Regions from separate parts of the Mus musculus genome. Here region 1 is linked to region 2. The links are chromatin contacts, called in public promoter capture Hi-C maps. All regions are on one chromosome and are shown on one strand. The core of a region is the stretch at or near the end of the contact, and the rest is flanking DNA. Distances in the headings are between cores, read along the strand shown.

What was found. Promoter capture Hi-C pulls out the DNA fragments that hold promoters and counts their contacts.
Region 1: a contact with region 2 is called in a promoter capture Hi-C map of liver, with 2.6 times the contacts expected there. The contact joins the promoter of Gtf3c2 here to the promoter of Abcf2 in region 2. A contact is called at or near these places in 1 of 39 promoter capture datasets (liver) and 1 of 484 Hi-C or Micro-C datasets (CD4 T cells).

Annotation. Positions count from the first base shown.
Region 1 is chr5:31,178,781-31,181,504 of GRCm38.p6, reverse strand. It overlaps Gtf3c2 (general transcription factor IIIC, polypeptide 2, beta), which reads left to right and starts at 1,361. Exons shown (of 19, transcript NM_027901.2): 1 at 1,361-1,621.
Region 2 is chr5:24,576,214-24,578,913 of GRCm38.p6, reverse strand. It overlaps Abcf2 (ATP-binding cassette, sub-family F (GCN20), member 2), which reads left to right and starts at 1,447. Exons shown (of 14, transcript NM_013853.2): 1 at 1,447-1,567; 2 at 2,187-2,395. The coding sequence starts at 2,227.

The DNA of each region.
Region 1 (2,724 bases), core at 112-2,611, 6.6 Mb before region 2:
AACAATGAGAAACAGATCAACTGCGTGCAGGGTTAGTTAAGCTTAAAAAAGAGCCTTCAGGCTGGAGAGATGGCTCAGCATTTAAGAGCACTGACTGCTCTTCTGAAGGTCCTGAGATCAATTCCCAGCAACCACGTGGTGGCTCACAACCATCCGTAATGATTCTGGTGAGTCTGAAGTCAGCTACAGTGTACTTAGATATAATAATAAATCTTAAAAAAGAAAGAAAAGAGCTTTCACTTGTTGTATCTTAAACTTTGAGAATCTTTTTCCAAAATCAAAGTTATTTTAAAAAAATTTTTTTGTGTGATAAAACCAAAGAGAACTTAACCAGAGGCAGGATTTTAAGAGATGTTGTTCATCAAAGCACTAAATCTGTTACTCCCTATAAAATGTTTAGGAGCTATTATCTAAAAGAGGAAGACAGCCATTCAAAATGCTGTCATTTGAGCATAAGAGGATGTCGGAGAACTGGGTGTTCTCTTTCTTTCCTTTCAGATTTTGGCTAAATCCCTTTTTCCTTTTTTAATTGGTAGGATACAGGATTACCCTGGTAGAACCTGAATTCCTGAGCTCAAGAGATCTTCCTGCTTCAGCCTTGAGTACCTAGTCTGGGAGTTGACGTGCCCCATTGTTTTCTCCCTTTCTCATTTTTCTGAGACATGGTCTAATATAGTACAGGCTGATTTCCAATTTCCAAGTAGTCATGGATCACGTTGAACTGCTAATCCTCCTGACTCCATCTCCGGAGTGCTGGGATTATAAGCGTGCACCATTACTCTTTGTAAAGATTTAACCAAGGGAATAATTGAACAAGACTATTTAGAAAGGGGAAAGCTGCCATATTTCACCTCTTCCGGTTCATTTTAATTCGCCCTCCTCCTGGGTAAAGGCAGATCTGTGAAAGCTACATGGTTTTAAAAGGCTGAAAACCTTGTTGCTCGGAGGCCACTTCCCAGTGAGGGAGTGGCGTGAGGCCTGGGTTGATGCTCTCTTTAAAAGCGCAGCCTACCCACCCAGGCTAGGCTCCCCCCGCTCTTTTCTTCCCTTGGCCTCTTTCCAAGCCCTCCTCTTTATTTTCTTCCTGTCTTGGCTCATTCACTGGCAGCAGAAAATCAGGAGATCTCTGGGGGCGAGGGATTGTCTCCTAGTCCGTCGAAGCTCGGGACTGTAGTTAAGAATCAGGTGTGGTCAGGCTCTTTTCTCCACAAAGCCAGCAACCTGGGTGGAAAGGCAGGTCGGAACGCTCGGCGACAGCAGAAGCGCGACACTTTCCTCTTCAATGCTTTTCCACAAGGCTGCTGGTGGAGCTGCGGTGCCGCGCAGGCGCCGACCTCCCCTTCCGGTCGCTGAAATTCCCAGAAGGCCCTGCAGTGTCCTAGGGCCGCGGAAGCCACGCTCCAGCTCGCGGGCGTCGGAGGGCTCAGTGCCGCGCCGCGCTGCATTATGGAACACAGAGTTTAAAAGAAAGCTCGGCAGGAAACGCGTTCCAGACCAAGCTTGCGTTTACCTTGTCTCGGGGGCGGGGCAAGGAAGAGCCGATCAAGATTTCGTCATAAAACCGCGACCCGACAGGCGGCGCCATCTTCGAACTTGGACTTCCGGAAGGACTTTGGCGCGGGTGAGTGTACCGCAACGGGGTGTGCGGGGGACCCAAAATTACTCCTCCCATTCTTTTGCCGTAGCGCTAAGGCAATGGGAACCGATTCCCGATTCCCGTCTTACTCCCGCGCAAGACAGCGCGCCTCCTAGCCTTTGCGCTTCTCCCGAGAACCGTCGAGCTCTCTCCTCCGTCCCCACTGGGGCCACTGAGCATCCCCCATCTCTGCCAGCCGGTCTTACCTTCTTCCCCAATTCGGTGTATGTAGCGCGGTAAACTGGACTCAGGTTTCTGCACTGCTTACGTTGAACTCGTTACGTTGGGCCTTCGGACTTGGGTGAACCTGCAGTTATCTTAAGGCTTAGGGAAATCAGGGCTCGCCTGGGGCTCGAAAGCTGCCCCCACGGCCAGGATTGGGGAATGGCAGGTGGTGGTGTCTCTGTCTGATTGCAGTCAGTCCTCTTGTGCTCATTCCCTCTTACTGTGTCTCAGCCTTTTCCTCCAAGTGGCTCTAACCCCGGGGGTTGTGCCCCGCGCGCTGCAACCCCATTGGCGCAGCCAAGGGCCAGTTATGTTTCCTTATACTGGTCCTTTTATCCCGCGGCAAGTTTGCCGTCTTTTGGACAAGACAGAGATGGCGACTTCACCCCCACAGGAGGTAATTCACTTTTCTGGGCAGGTTTAGGACATAACCAGGTCTTTTTGCCCTTGGAGGTACATTGATTGTTACATAAATTCAAATTAACCTTTGCTTACGTTACCTTTTACCGCTTACCGCTATCAACTGCAGTGCCATTTTTCCTAATAGTTTTAAGTTGTTCTATTCAGATTTACACTCTTTAGTTTCTAGCAGTATCAACTGAAAACGTGAGTTGCAGGTTTTTGTACAAATAATATGTTTGTTTTTGGACCAGTAAAATTATCTGATAAATCACCAGTTGCATGATAGGAATACTTTGGGAACCAGTGTATTAAACAGTGTATGTGAAGTGAGTCCGTGTTTAAGATGAAGTATTATCTAATTGTTTTTCTTTTGCCAAAGTAGTCAGGTTAGCAACCTGAAGCAGCAAGGAAATCAGACAGTATGGGATATAAAAATCCTAGTTAGAATTTACTGAACATTT
Region 2 (2,700 bases), core at 198-2,697:
CATAGAGTAAAATGAGGACACCCTCAAAGGCAGAGGTGGACAATGGACCAAGAAAATGTTTCTCATTGGTGGGAATGGACAATGGTCACATGGGTTTTATACTAGTGCTTCGTTTCTGAAACAGACAACTTCCTTAGCAGCCGCAGTTTCCTGTTTAGGCGATTGGCAGGCCCATTTGGATTTCCTTTTTCTTTTCTTTTTTCTTTTTTTTTTTTTTTAAAGCTGTGTGTGTGTGTGTGTGTTACAAAGCCTCCTTTTACCTTCCTCCCTTTTCTTTCATTTATTTATCTATGTGTATGAGTACACTGTAGCTGTCTTCAGACACACCAGAAGAGGGCATCAGATCTCATTACAGATGGTTGTGAGCCACCATGTGGTTGCTGGGAATTGAACTCAGGATCTCTAGTAGAGCAGTCAGTGCTCTTAACTGCTGAGCCATCTCTTTAGCCCGTTTTCATCTTAAAATTAGTGTGCTGCCAAAGACACAGGGGGCAGGCTCTGAAGCTACTTGTGATGTCCACCCTCAATGATCTTCACGCCTAATTTCTATTTAGCTTGGCAACATGGTGACCTTAGAGGAAAAGGGGGTCACTTTCTGAGAATGCACTCAGGGGCACTAAGTTTGCTTCCTTCTGTGTCATCAGTGATGACACACCAGTGGACAGGACCCTGGACAGGTAGCAAGCAAGGGTCGTAGAGTTGTTTTGTGTATGAGGCTACAGATCTAGTTTATAATGTTCCTAACACTAAGTCTGCTTTAGATTTTAGACAGTGAGACTCAAAGGAAATGAAACAAGTCACAACTAAGTGTCCATAGAGCTAAACTCAGCAAAGTGGTCCTATACTTTAGATTTTTCCACCACATTCGCATGGCTCTGGTGGAACCCAGAAACTCTTGACTAAGATACCAAGGTTCAGCACAGCGTCTGGCACTTTCAAAAAGTTTCGTTAGCGATGGACGAGGCTCTCAATTTCGGTTCCATGAGACGAGGATGCCTTTCTCGAACAGAGTTCTGTTGGCGTGGTCTACAAAGGGTTACCTCACTTTCAGAGCCACCTGCCCAGCAGCAACTCGCTCTTCTTTCCCCTCCACCTTCTAACTCTCTTCTCTCATTGTTTGGTCTCGCACTCTTAGGACGCTGGCCGGGAAGCTTAGTCGCACTTCCTGCTGGTTAAACCAGTAGAGCAGCCTGGTAAATTTATCTGCTAGGGGTGGGGTATCCTTTGGGAGACCAGCCCACCTCTCCGAGGAGCAATCTGGGATTTGCAGTTTTCAGTTCTTCAAACCGGCTTGGTAGGACGGGCCTCTTGGACTCTAATCCTCCCCCAACCAGAATCATCGCGCGTTCTGATGCCGTCACTAGAACGGCGCAACACCTGGGAATCGTGGTAGTTCCGGAGGAGAGTCCCGCCCTAAGTTCTTACGATTTGAGAACTACATTTTCCAGAAGCCCTCGCGGCAGCGCGCCAAGGGCCGCCCGGGGCCGTGATTGGTTGGGGAGCCGGCCGCACGCGGAGGAGCTCAAGGAGCAGCTCTGTTGCGACAGAGGCCGAGCGGCGAGGCCCCGTGAGTTGAGGGGGAAGGGGCGCCGGAGGGGAGGAGAGTGTGGACCCGTGAGCAGGAAGCGGGAGGAGAAGCGGAAGGGAGCTCAGGGTCGGAATGGAAAGGGCCGAAAGGGAAAAGAACTGGCCCAGGCAGAGACGCCGGCGAGCGGGGTGTGGGGGAGGTTAGGGGCAGCGAGCGCAGAGACCCTTAGGGACCCGCTGGGGAGGACTCGTGGTTCCGGGAGAGAAACCGCGCCGCAGTCGGTGGGGTGGATGAGAGGGACGGAAGGGAGGTCCGGGACGAACTCCTGGCGAAGAACCGAAAAGGAGGCGGCTGGCAGAGGTGCGCGAGCGCCAAGTTCGGAAACTGGAGACGAGGGGCAGAGCGGTCCCTCACTAAGGCCCTGGGGGAAGAGCGCATCCGAGTGAAGCCGGCGGTGGGGATTGGCGCGCGAACCCCAAGGGAGGAGATGAGGCTGGAGGAGCGGTCGAGAGAGTGTGAGAAGCCCGGACAAAGTTGGCGGGGACAAGAGTTGGGCACCACAGGCTTGATAGGAAAATTCCAAGGAGGGATGGGATAGCACTCAGACATTCTTACCTGTAAGTTTAGAATTTTGGAGTATCTGTTTGCTTTTCTTCAGACTCCTGAAAGGACTGTAACTACCCCTGTGGCTCATCACCATGCCTTCCGACCTGGCCAAGAAGAAGGCAGCCAAAAAGAAGGAGGCTGCCAAAGCCCGACAGCGACCCAGAAAGGGACATGAAGAAAATGGAGATGCTGTCACAGAACCTCAGGTGGCAGAAGAGAAAATCGAGGAGGCCAATGGCAGAGAGACCACAGGAGATGGAGGTAGGTTGGGTGAGTTTCCTGAGCTGGTTTTCGAAGCCAAGATCAGAATCTGGATGCAGATGCATAGGCCTTTAATTCCAGCATTTGGGAGGCTAAGGTAAAAAGATGAAGGTTTGAGGCCAGGCTGTCCTCACATCCCCATCTTTTTAAACAGAGTAAAGCACCCACAGACACATGTCTTTATATGCCATGAAACTTTTTGGTGACACCCACACCCATAGAGTTAAAACTTGTTACTGATGAAGGAAACTGAATTCAAGTGGCAAACACAGATGGGAGTTTTTGATCTACCTTGGTTGGTGCTG